2 separate regions of the Sus scrofa genome follow, and region 2 is linked to region 1. Evidence: chromatin contacts called from public HiChIP or PLAC-seq data. All regions are on one chromosome and are shown on one strand. The core of a region is the stretch at or near the end of the contact, and the rest is flanking DNA. Distances in the headings are between cores, read along the strand shown. Region 1 has its middle 200 kb from the start of PREP. Region 2 has its middle 270 kb from the start of PRDM1.

What was found. HiChIP or PLAC-seq counts read pairs in DNA pulled down with a chosen protein or histone mark.
Region 2: an H3K27ac HiChIP or PLAC-seq map of alveolar macrophages shows a contact between it and region 1. The contact joins two enhancer-like sites. A contact is called at or near these places in 1 of 47 Hi-C or Micro-C datasets (fibroblasts) and 1 of 2 datasets of contacts at active chromatin or transcription factors (alveolar macrophages).

Annotation. Positions count from the first base shown.
Region 1 is chr1:71,833,811-71,840,605 of Sscrofa11.1, forward strand. It overlaps a transcript of PREP not described here. Among named protein-coding and RNA genes, the nearest start is that of PREP, 200 kb to the left of the region's middle. Within about 2 kb of position 3,366, at least 13 of the 83 cell types and tissues checked have an H3K27ac peak or open chromatin away from gene starts, as enhancers often do. A contact at or near this core is called in alveolar macrophages, where this site is marked.
Region 2 is chr1:72,030,981-72,037,775 of Sscrofa11.1, forward strand. No RefSeq gene overlaps it. Among named protein-coding and RNA genes, the nearest start is that of PRDM1, 270 kb to the right of the region's middle. Within about 2 kb of position 4,416, at least 2 of the 83 cell types and tissues checked have an H3K27ac peak or open chromatin away from gene starts, as enhancers often do. A contact at or near this core is called in alveolar macrophages, where this site is marked.

The sequences.
Region 1 (6,795 bases), core at 2,116-4,615:
CACAGCAATGCCGGATCCTTAACCCACTGAGCAAGGCCAGGGATCCAACCCACAACCTCATGGTTCCTAGATGGATTCATTTCCACCGCACCACAGCAGGAACTCCTCATCTTTACTTTTAAATAAGGAAACTGAGACCCACATGAAGCTAAGACATTTGCTGAGTTCAAATAATACATTAGCATCAGAACTTAGTCTAGAAATCCAGATTTCTTTCTTTTTTATTTTTCTTTGTTTTTTTCTGCACCCACAGCATGTGGAAGTTCCCTGGCCAGGGATGGAACCCACGCCATAGGAGTAACCAGAGCCACTGCCAGATCTTTAACCAGTGACAATGCTGGATGTTTAACCCACTGAGCAAGGGAACTCCTCATTTAAGCTGTTAATCCTCCTCTATGACTTTCATTATGTACTTTCAAATAGACTTTAATATTTCCTGATCTCAAACAACAAATATTTGGCAGACAAATAGACTTTAATATTTCCTGATCTCAAACAACAAATATCTGGCAGACAATTTTATACAAAAAACTTCTGCCTTGGTTCTAGAAATAAAATACTTGTTGGCAAACTTTTTCTTATGAAAAAACACTAGATTTTTTTTTCATTGATTCATGAAGTAAAATTTTTTTTCTGTAGCAATATGAAGCTTTTTTATTATTTGTCTTTATTTTAAAAATTAAAAAATTAGAAAGCTATGGTAAATATATATAAATTTATATATTCATAAAATGAATGTGAATGTACTTACCACATAGCATTGACCAATACTGAAATGTTCTGGTTTTACTTTATGTATAAATATGAAGCTGATAAATCTCCTCACTTATTCATCATTTGTGTACTTTAATAACATAAAATTCCAGATTTTTTTTTTTGTCCCAGAAGCCGTAAGTGTGAGGTCACACAGACCATGTAGAAACACAGAGCCCTTCCCCTACTCCGGTGAGAAAAGCTCTGACAGAAAAAGCTTGAGTTATCAACAAGCCTCTCCCCCAAGTAAGACACAACCAGCAGACCCCAGACGTAATGCTGCTGGTCTCTTCCTGAGGTAACCATTGAGTCATTATTTGCTGTGTTTTTCTAGAAACTTTCTTCTAAAATTTTAGGTAGCTTTTGATCCATACTCAGCTCTGTAGGGGGCTTTTGAATAACTATTTCTTTAAAACTGTTTATCTGTCTATCTGTCGATCTACCTATCATCTATCTGTCCCACCCGTCTATCTATTTATTAGCTCCCAGTGAAAGGGAAAGGAGAAAGTGCCTTGGGCAAGAAGAGTGACTGTAGCTGTTATTAGTGCAAAGTATAAAAATAATTGGTTGTTTTTCCTTGTCTCTTCAAGTTCCACAGATCAGCTCTTCTGAAGGGTAATAAACTAGTTCAGCATATTGAGAAACTTAGGGGAAAACTGAAGTAATGCGAGACCTTAGGGGCTTTTGCTGTCGTTGTTGAAAGGTAAATACCGTTTTGTATTCAAGTCGTGTAATGTATGTGGCAAATGAACTGGTGAATGAGTCACTTGTTGTTGGAAAGTGAACAAACTTGTCTAATGATATAGCTTTCTTTTCTGTGTGTGTGTGTATGTGTGTGTGTGTGTGTGTGTGTGTGTGTGTGTGTGTGTTCTTTTTGGGCGATGTCTCCCTTTGACTCATCTCAGATTTTGCATTATGCGTGTTTTTTTTAAACTAGCAAAGTCATTTTCAAATTGTTTCTACCCATTCACTGGTTTCTTCTAATTTACGGATATGGTTGAAGCAACAGAAATACAAATGGAACCCCAAACTTTGACTGTTACCCCAAATTTTGTCTGTTAGAAACTTTGGGGTAAAGAAGACAGATCAGAACAATGCAGAAGGTATATTTCTGAAAATCTGTAGTTCATGATAAATTTGATCTTTGAAAGAGTTATGTACTGAAGCTTGAGATATTGATAAAAGTGCTATGCTTAACCAACATAAAATATTATTATTAACATAAAATAACACATATATAGCTATACAATTATATCCAATTTATCATGATAATTATATGACTTTTTTTACTTATTTAACTCATTTCTTTTTCTTCTTTGGGCTCCTTTTTTTTTTTTTCTTGTTTATGTAAATCACTTCAATGCTTTGTCTGAGACAAATTACACATGAATTTGTGGGTTCTGAAATGTGAGATCCTCTGTTTCAGTGCACTTGTGTTTCTTCAGGGCCAGCACCTTCATGACTGATACGTGGGAAAGAGGACAACCTTACATCCTTAGCAAAGAACATCCTTAGCAAAGAAAGCATGGGGGTATATTTTTTGTTATTGTTGATCTTTTTCTTGTATACATTCCTGTTCACTGGTCTTCTCCTAGGGCAACTTGGATTTCCATGTTTTTCAAAGCCCTTTGGGCTTCCATTCTGTGTTCCTCTCTGACACACATATTCTAATTCTTATCTGTGCTTCTCTCCACTCTTTCAAGATTTTTATCAATCAACTCATCAGCAGATGAAGCACTGACAGGTGCCAACATGTGAAAATTTTTAAGCACACCTAAGGTGGTAGCTCTCCAGCCCCATAGTTCAGAAGGGGTGGAAAGACTCTATTCTGTAAATTAAAATATTTAGAAAGACTCTGGAGAAGACGAGCTCTTCTCAAAGAAAAGAATGGTTAACATACCCAGATGGTTTGTTGCACCTTGACATAGAAAAACAGAATCTATGACAGAAAAACAGAATTGTCAAATACCAAGTAGTCTGAAATGGATAATGCTGCTCTTGTTGGTATCAATGACTGAAAACATTGACAAGCTCCATAGTTTAGAGATAACATGTCCTGAAAGTCCAATTTTTTTTTTTTTCTCACATGAATGAAAAGGTCAATCTGATGCATGGGTTCCAAACAGTGTGTTGATAACATGAATGATGCCCTTGGCACTATTAATACTTTGGCTACTGATTCTTGTCCCATTGAGAATGCATGAATTTATTCATATGCCTGTGATTTACCATGGTTTAAGCACTCCTAGGGCACTGTCAGTAACTCAGTGTTGTATAACTGACTTGTTTTCCAGGATACCAGTTACCCTTCCCGGCTTACATCCTGTGTGGGCTTGGCAGACATCAGCTCCCGAGCACCTAGAAGGCACTTCCTTCTCCAGAGGAGCTTCATGGAAACAAGGACTCTGTTGCAACTGGCTGAGGTTGGAACTAATTCCTCCTCTGTCTGCGTTACAAAATAAGTGAAGACTAACCAGCCCGGGCAGGTTTTTTTGTATCCTTGGATTGCTCTCTGCCTCTTTTCAAGAGCTTTTGCTGTAAAATAACCAGACTACATCTAAATTTAGCCATGTGATATGGCACAAACAGGCTTTCATGCCTGCTGTGTCATCAAGGGGATTTCAGGATTTTCTAATTGGTCTGCCTCGGTGCATCTGATGCAATCGCCCATCATCAGTTTGTGCTCAGGAGTCTGGGTGGGAAGTGAAAGTACAGACAAGCCTGCCTAGGCCATCTCTGCCTTGCAAGAGCTTGCCGCTAGCTGTGTGTGGCTCTGAGACCCAGATTCAGGCCAATTCAAAATGAAAACCTTCAAATGAGTGCTCCGAAAGTAAAACAAAAACTGAATCTACTTGCTACATCTTGATGAGGCCCATAAGGTAGCAAAGGTTTGGGGGTACAAGGTCAAGCTGAAGGGTTAAGGCCTGAAAGGGGTTTGCCCCTCGGATAAACTAAACATCCTTTGCCAGTGGCATGCTGTGGAAAGGCGGCCCTGAGGAAAGGCTAGTGACCCATGGGGGATCCAAATTTCCACGGCTGGATGGCATCTCTTCCAGGCCTTTCCCATGGAGGCAAAGACTCCAGACTGAACTTGAAGAGTTCTAGGCAATCCTCTCAGAGTTAGGACTTTGAAGATCAAATGAGAATGATAGGGATTTGGAAAAACTAGTACTTGGTCAGTATTTATGCTTATGGCTCTTTACCAGAAAGGAAAAAAATAATTGCTCTACTATCCTCTAAGTTATTTTTATCACTTAAATGAAAAAGAACTAGCTGAGGTTATTTGGCATATCACAATGTTTTTCTTATTTTTTTTTCTGATTATCAATTCATGCTCGCTGAAAAAAATAGTCAAATGTTACAGAAATGTGTAACATAGAAAATAAGAAGACTTCTCCTTCAGCACAACCTCCAAGGTAAGTTTGGATAGCAATTTGTTTTATAGGCTCATTTCTTTTCCCCCCACAGATACTCTATCTATCTATCTATCTATCTATCTATCTATCTATCTATCTTTATAAGAATGAAATCTTCCATGATATACTTATAAATTGCATTTCCATTCAACAATATACCTTTCCCTGTTTATTTATAAAGACATACCTGGATGCCTTGTTTGGTTTTTAAGACTAGATTTCTTTAAAGTTATAAGTTACACACAGAATTAAAGCAGAGAATACAGAGATATATATTGAAAATAAAAATGCTTCCCTCCTCTCTACATCATACAGTATTATTCTAGTGTTTGGAGTGCTTTTAAAGTATAGACAAATAGATGCATATGCATGCTTATTTACTGTTGTATATATATATGTATTTTCCATACAAATGGAATTGCATTGTAATATTCTGTGTCTCAGTTTTAAAATTGAGTACAAGAATGCCTTTCAATTGGACCAAAGACTGGTTAACCTGAAAGCACAAAAGCACACTCTAGGATGGCAGAGACCACATCTGCCTGGCTCCCTGCTGTGTGTACTTTGCCTGGCATCCATACTTGAAGCCCCAAGAGTCTTCTATTGCAGTCAGAAAACCCCTGGGAGAAAAACCATCCCTTGGCCCCAGATGCTCAACAGACCCATGGGAAATCTGCTTCAATGGATTCAAGGTTTAGCTCTCCCTATAAGAGGGCTTCCCCTTCTAGGCACCAGCTTGTAGTGAGATCCTATGGGAGTCACTGGGTGCTCCAAAGTGGGTAGGGGAGCACATGCTGGCAGGATGAGGGAATAAGGAGGCCAAAGAGCTCAACAGACCTTGACTGCACTGAAAGTCACCCTCTGTCTCTGTGAAATATGCCCAATCTTCTTGGGAGCAGAAAATCCAACTTTGAGAGCAGAAGCGGATTCCTAGTAAACAGTAAGATTATTAATGAAGAATCTTAGTGAAAGTCTTCATGGATTTTTTAGTAAATTTCAAAAATGATTTCCATGTATATATGTGTGTGTAGAGGGTAATATGGCCAAGTAATAAATATTAAACAATGTGTGTGTGTTTATTTAACTCTTACAGCCGTTACCATTTCTCTAATTTACTCTATAATATGCTCCCCCTCCCCAGATGAGATATTTGGTTTTTAATTCTTCAGTGTTTTTTAATTCTTCAGGGAGAAAAAGGGACTCATGCTACTCAACTTGAGCATCATTTCAGGCTATAAAAACCCAAATATTTTAGAAAATCTTTAATCATAACTTTGGGGTTAGCAGAAGTTAAAATCAGTATATGGTATTCCATTTTTTCTTTTCTTTTCTTTCCTTTTTTTTTTCTTTTTTTTTTTTTTTTGCTATTTCTAGAGCCGCTTCCCGCAGCATATGGAGGTTCCCAGGCTAGGGGTCCAATCGGAGCTGTAGCCGCCGGCCTACGCCAGAGCCCAACAATGCAGGATCCGAGCCACGTCTGCAACCTACACCACAGCTCACGGCAACACCGGATCCTTAAGCCACTGAGCAAGGCCAGGGATCAAACCGGCAACCTCATGGTTCCTAGTCAGATTTGTTAACCACTGTGCCACGATGGGAACTCCTCTTTTTTTCTTTTTTACAGCTGCACCTGCCACCAATGGAAGTTTCTGCATCAGGGGTTGAATCAGAGCTATGGCTGGAGCCTATACCACAGCTATGGCAACATGGGATCCGAGCCACATCTGAGACCTACCCTGAAGCTTGCGGCTACATCAGATCCTTAACTCACTGAGTGATGCCAGGGATTGAAACCATATCCTCACAGAGACAACATCGGGTCCTTAACCTGCTGAGTCACAATGGAAACTCCTATAGTATTCTTGAATAAGAAAGAAAACCTATCTATTGGAGAGACTTCAAAGGTCAAGACATCCCAGAAAGGCCCTAACTTAGAAGAAGAGACATTTTTTATGCATTGACTTTGGGACGTTAAAGTGTCGCCGTTAGGATTTATGGATTTTGAGAAATGTGTACAACAGTTTCTGTGGGGAATTTTTGTCATCCCAAAGGATGAAGATGATAGAAAGGAAGCATTTTATTAGGGCTTACTCTTAAAATGCTTAAAAAGTGCTAAGGAGTCAGGATGACTGTTGTCCAGCTGGCTACAGGCAGTCAGTACATAAATCAGAAGGAATTGACCATAGTGAGCTCTGTATGGAAAAAGCTAACACAAACTGGCAACTGATCGTTCCCTTTCCCTTATTTCTGAATAAACTATTTACAGCAAACTATGTGCCAGAGTGTCCAAGAATAGTGACATTCTAATCTACAGTAATTCTTGGGAAATGTAATTGTAGGAACAGATTTCATAAAGTGATTTCCATCTTATATAAATTGGTATAAATCATAGACCCCTGTAAATGCCATTTGGACCTCAGTGCTCTAGCTGGGACAGCAGCCTTGCTCCCTTCTGGAGCCTCCTGAGGGCAGTTGCTGATTCCCCAGGGGCCTTTTGTTCTGGGATTGGGGGAAATTTCACCCCTTTTGCTATGCCATGAATTTGCCCCCTGAATTTGAAAGGCATCTGTCTTTCATAAGGAAATACCAACCCTCTGTTTCTGACTCATTTGCACAGAGAGTTGCA
Region 2 (6,795 bases), core at 3,166-5,665, 200 kb after region 1:
TAAAGGTTACACTCCATTTGCAGCCATTACAAAATATTGGCTACATTCTCCATGTTGTACAATGCAAATTTGAGCAGCTTTTACACCCAATAGTTGGTACCTCTAACGCTCCCACCTCTAAAGTGCCTCACCCCTTCCCACCCTTGTCTCCCCACTTGAGAGATAATTTGTTCTCTATATCTGAGTGTCTGCTTTTTTTGTTACTTTCCCTACTTTGTTGAATTTTTTAGAGTTCACATATAAATGATATCATATGGTATTTTGACACAGGTATTCTGATTCCTGAGAATTATCTCCTCAATTACAAATTGGAAGAGTATTTTCACAACAATCCCCCAAAGTCCCTTGGAATTGGAGAACGACACATGAGTCTTTAAGAACCTGAAAATGTTGAGAGAACTGATAAAATTAAGTTTTTGAAGCTACAGAGCTAAAAAGAAGACCTTGGATCTATTATGATTCTCTCAAATTTTACCCAAAATGACCACCTAGTCTGTTTGGGGCATCTCTTTAGCCTTGAAACTTCACAATGGTAGGGCAGGACAGACTGAGGATGAGGAGAAATTCACCAAGAGTTGGCACTAGTCATAGTGAACAGCTGAGAAAGTGCTACTCACTTTCAACCGTAGCAACTGTAGTACTAAAAGGGGCTCTAGGCTAGGTTAAGTTCTCCTTAATAAGATGCTACCAGAGAAGCTGTTGTGCAAGGGGAGGGCCAAGAGGTGTTTCCCTTGTATGGATGGGATGGAACTGTGCTGTCTCTGCAGACTATCAGGGCTTTCTTCTGCAGGAGCATTAGTCCTATAAAAACTCAGTCATGCTCTTAGCTGCTGGAAAGACCAAACAGGGAGTTTTGGAGTAACCCATCAACCCCACTCACTTGTCCAATTCACCCCAACCTCTCCAGACTACAAACCCAGATAAGAAGCCATCATTAGCATCTGGCACTCATCTGGAGATAGATGCTGTACTTCCTGAGGAGGAGGTGAGAACCTAGACCCTGGGAGACTTGAGAGAAGGAAGAGAAGACTAAGGAGAAAGATGGGAGAGAGAAGGAGATCTGTGAATGCCTCTTTTCAAAGCCTGCTGACCCTTATGCAGTGGAAAGAAATGAATTCCCAATCCTGTTATGCTACTCTGCTCTGTGAGGTCTACCAGATGTTGGAATAAAAAAAACTGTGCTTCTCTGCCTCCTTATCCAGAGATCTAAAACCAAGTCAGCTGCCTTTGTGGATCATTAGGGATATCATTACTGGCTATTAATATTCTTTTTTTTAAGCTGTCCAAATTTCATCTAAAATTATTTTTTGCTTAAGTTACCCATAGTTACTTTGTTTTTTGAAGGCCAAGGATCCCAGATACTCCCTCCCTAATCTTTCCAGGCCTGCACTACCAAACCCACCTAGATCATCATCTACATTCTCCCCACCCTCTTGTTACAATGAAAGAAGTATCCTCCCCACCCCACCCCCACACACCCCCCCCCGGTGTAAAAACAATCCCTTCAATGGGTTCTAGACTTCCCCTCCTCCCCTACTCTTTACAACTCCATTCCTTAGGTTCTTTCCTCTCTTCTGCATCACTGGTCTCTCCCTGACTCCCGAATCATTCACAGCCTATACACAGACTCTGCTAGCAACCACCTCAAACTATCACACGTGCCCCTACATCCCCTGCTATCACCACTCCTTCCTTCTGCTTCATTTTATAATTGCTCTTCCATTGAGCATTGTGCAGATGTGCTGTCTCCATTTCTTCTCTTTCCAATTCTCTCTCCAACTCACTCTTGCCTCCATTCTACCTCCAACTGGCCACTGGCACTGAACCTGCTTTGCCAGGTCACTGGTGACCTCCACATTCCAAATCCACTGGATATTTTCTTGCACTCGTCTTACGAGGCATTTTGGTAGCAGTGTCCTCACTGCCCACCCCCTCCTTCTTGAAGGCCCTTATGACTCATAAACAGACTGCTCTTGCTGAACACAGGGCGAAAGGGCAGCAGCTGCAGGAGCCGAGGGGTCAGAGGAGCCAGGAGGCCCAGGGGAGGGAGGATGGAAGCTCATTTTCATTCTGACACAGCAGTACGTATGTATGGTCTCCTTAAATAACTCAGATCACTTCACTCCCCTGATTCGAATCTTTCATTGACATCCCATCATGCTTAGAGTAAAAGCCACCCTCTTTTAAGTGCCCTCAGGAAAACCCCACATCTTCTGGTCCAATCTAGTTCTCCAGTGTAAAAATATTCTCTTGACTTGTCTGATGTTCTGCATTTTCATTTCAAAAACATAAAGAGCTGCTTAAGAGTTATTTTCTTCAGTTTTGTTGTTTTGATCTATACAAAATCATTGTGGTACTTCAAACAGTGAGTAAAGGATGGAACTCTTATTGGCTATTGAATCCAACAAACATTTATATACAAAAGTCTATCACTGCCAGTGAGATTTGGAGAAGTACCAGGCCCATGCCCATCTTGGGAGCTCTCTGTTCTTTCCAGCAAACAAAACAACAACTACTTTCTTATTATTCCATAGCCATTTGTACCAGACCTGCCACCTGAACCAGAGGTAACACAGAGACTCTGTCTTATAATATACTGGGTGGTAAGGGACGTCACAGAACCCAGTTTTAACCATGTAAGTGAAGATGACATTCAAGCCAGTACATGAACTTGTTGGCCACCTAAGAAATTTGACAAAGCATGCTAACTATTGCCTTCGGAGTGGATAAGCAATGAGATCCTGCTGTATAGCACAGGGAACAATATCTAGTCACTTGTGATGGAGCATGATAACATGAGAAAAAAAGAATGTATAACGTATGTGTGACTGGGTCACCTTGCTGTACAGTAGAAAATTGACAGAACACTGTAAACCAGCTATAATGGAAATAAATAAAAATCCTTAAAAAAAAAAAGAAACAAACAAGAAAAAATATATATATATATCGGGGAGCACAGAGCACACCAATCAGGCTTCTATGTCACCTGGGTCCTGTGCAAAGTAGAGAAAAGAAAAAAAAGAAAGAAATTTGACAAAGCAGTTGACTTATTGACAAGAGTTAGCATTCATGCCAGACTTGTCTTTCCCTTGCCATGAGGGTTTGAGATTTAGCTGCAATCTTCAAACAATATACCTCCATTTCATGTCACATTTTTGCCTTATACCAGTACCCCCAGGGAAATGTGTCAACAGCCATGTTCAGATTTTTCAGAGGAACTACCCCACCACTTCAGTCTGTACTGTTTTCATGTACAGCATACATTTACGTTGTTTTGCAAAGTTTATCAACGCAAGGCAAAGAGTGCCCAGGTTGCCTCTGTCTGTTGGTGGAGACAGCTATACACTCATTAGGACAGGAAAAGAGTGGTTTCCTAGGAGGTGAAGAGGTGGACCAAAGGCGGGGGTTTTCGAAGAATAATGGAGTAAAAATCTCTGGAATTCTAATCTCCTGCTTTTGCCTGTGGTTTGCAGTGGTCTGTACTGGGAGTCAAGATGCACCACTTTTTCCTGACAAATATCACTTGACAAAGCTATCCAGAGAGTTAACCTAGCTAAATACCTATCTGGATTTTATCAACCTGCTATGGGTAGGAAAATAAAAGTGATTTTAAAAAACAAAGTGGAAACCCACACTCCCTTTTTAAGTAAAAAAGAGGTTTTTTTCCCTAACTCCATGGCTTCTTTTTTAGCCTCTTTCCCTCTTAAGTTAATTTTCTTGGTTATTTTATCTTCTTCCAATATATTCTTCACCAACATCTGGGTGTAAGAGAATTTAAAGAGTCTATCCTTGTTCCTTTTTCTGAAGAAGTTGTATGTAAATGTGACTGGCCTAGCAGAGCTGAAACAAATCATAGAACCCTGTCACTTGGCACTGTTAAACTATAAAAATTTACCTTTGGAGAACTTGAACTTGGGCTTCAAGATTGGCTGAATCAGTAGACATCACAAAGAGATTCAGTGGCACTAACTAGGATCAGTCAATCAAATAATGAATCATTAGGAATTTGCTAAAAACTCCTGGAAGTACAGAGATTAATCCAGCACTGTGAAATTTAAAGACTAACACTCATCTGGTCCCTTTTTCAAAAAGCTTATAAGCTAGAAGGGGAAACAAAATCAACAGCAAACTTTCATGGTCTCCTTCACTATTCTTTTGTTCTTAGGAAAATTCATCACCCTCCAGTCTTAAGATAGGCAGAACTTTGAAATCAGCACCCATCACTACAGAAATATAAGAATGTGGCTCCCTAGGGCTTCCTGTTCCGTTCCCAGCCCACAAGCAGCTTTTGCAATTTTCTAATTTGTCCCTATTCCTTCATCCTTCCTATTATTTGGATATTAGTCTCTCTTCTCAATCTAGATGGGTAGGGTGGTGTGACTGTGAGGCCTCTCTTTGAGTGCTCAGATGGTGCAATTATTCCTAACTGTATCCCCACCCACCAGCACTTGTCATTGCACATGGTACATAAGTGTACTCAAGGAGCATTGCTTTTTTTTAATTTGAAACCAAGAAAGCTCAATGAATAATATAAATGCCTCAAAAGCTGGATGCAAGGAATGATGAGAAAATGCAGAGTTCTGGGGAAATTTAGCAACTGAGCAGAAGAGATCAGATTGGAGTATGGGAGGCTGGAGTCAGGCAGGTTGGCAGGGAAGGGCAATTAGTGACATAGCCATGAGATGCTGAAGACCCAAATTAAGAAATGGAAAGGATGAAAGAGAATAAGGGGTTGGTGGGGGGAGTGGACAACAGTAGAACTTGAAGAATATCAAGCATCACGGGGAAGGGCTGGGGGGCAAGCCAGGATCCAGGCACCGGAAACAGTAAAGATGACTTCGAAGTTGTGAGTCGGAAAAACCGTGAGACAAGCATGTCATGGCCGAGACAAGGAACTTGGAAGGGGAACTGGTTTTGTGGGGGAGGTGATGAGCTCAGTTAGAGACTGTGGGATATGAACTGATGGGAAGACTTTCAAGTGAAAATGACCAGTGAGCAGCCAGAGATATGGGAATAAACCCTGAGTGAGGGACAGGCAGGAGGTGAGCTGCAAACCTATGAGTCATCAGCCCCCGTGCTTGCAGCCCTGAGGTCGGAGACAAGTTCTATGCCTCAGGGTGCCCAGCAAGGAGAGATGAAGACCCAAGGGTAGTGGGGGGCAGGGATGTCGGGGGAAGGGGGGGGGAACCAGAGGCACATGGGCAACTTCAGGATTAGTGGAAAGTTAGCAGGGACACAGGAGAGTTTAATGCTGGAAATGTGAAAGGATAAAAGTTTTCCAAGAAGAAGAGGGTGGAAAAATAATGAGGGCTGCAGAAAAGATAGTGAGACTGAGATCAAAAGACAGACTCTGGATATTAGAATTGGCAACCGTTGACCAGTAGGAGCCCATGTGGGCAAAGCAGTGAGGGTGGAAATTAGATTTCAGGGAGTTAAAGAGGGATTAGGGAGAAAGAAAACAGAGCATATGAACCACAGAGTCGAAAAAGTGTCAGTGGAAAAAAATTAGTATCGTGGCTAGAGAAGGCAAAAATACACCCTTATTGTTTGTGGGAAACTTTTAGAAAATATTTTATCACATTTTTTTAAATGAGGCATTTAATTCCTCAGTCTCTTGTTGACATGGAAACTAGAAATTCAGATGGAATTTAAATGTTCTTGAAGCAGAGCTTGATCCTCACTCTACCCCCTCCCCCTCCACACACACACACACACACACTCACACACACACTAATACACACTCACACTCACTTTAAAAGTTCACAGACACCCCTGCTTGGGCCACAAGGGTTACGTTTCTCAGAATGTGGGCTTCTAGATAAAGTCAGACTGAAACTTGCCAAAATGGGCAATCCCTACTTTCATGATATCAAGGCTGGGTATCGACCACTGCCAAATGCCACCTGTCCCTCACAGGAATGCTCTTATTTGGGCGTTTGATCTCAGCCTTCACCCTAGTGTTGACAATCCACCTTTTGTGTAAAACCGCCTTTGTGTTCAATGCTCATGTTTATTCGTTAACCAGCCTAGCCATATTAGGGGTTTTGAAAATGACTCATTCCATCATTATTTTATTTTATTTTTTGCTTTTTATGGCCTCACCCATGGCATATGGAGGTTCCCAGACTATGGGTAGAATCGGAGCTATAACTGCCAGCCTACACCACAGTGACAGTAATGCAGGATCCAAGCCATGTCTGTGACCTACACCACAGCTCTCGCCAACTCTGGATCCCTGATCCACTGAGCAAGGCCCAGAATTGAACCAGCATCCTCATGAATACCAGTCAGATTCATTTCTGCTGCACCACAGTGGGAACTCCCTAATTCCATCATTCATGAGTGGTCAGCCCTGCAGTGGTTTTAACAGTGTTTCTGGGAAGACTGAGAAACCTACAGAACCAATGGCTAAGCCTGTGCCAAGAAACAGCAAGAACACAGTGACCAATATCTTTGTGTTTCCCATGACCACACATTGGTCTAGGCCATCCCATCTCCTGTCATCTGGTCCCTACCTTCTCCCAAAACATAAATACACTTGGTCTTTCCAAGGTTAAGGAAGGTATGACCTGTGAACCTAGGAGCTGTGTTTACCATGTAACTATTTAATATTTCAAATCCAGCACCTATGAGGTTGCTCGACACCAAGCCAAATTTAGATTTAAATTTGGAATATAAACTTCCATAAGTTTAGTTTGGAAAAAAAAAAGTTTTCTCTAAACCTGAAAACAGTAAAAACAGATGCCCTCAGAAAAAGAAATAGAATGTACCCATGATTTTAATTTGGGGATTTAA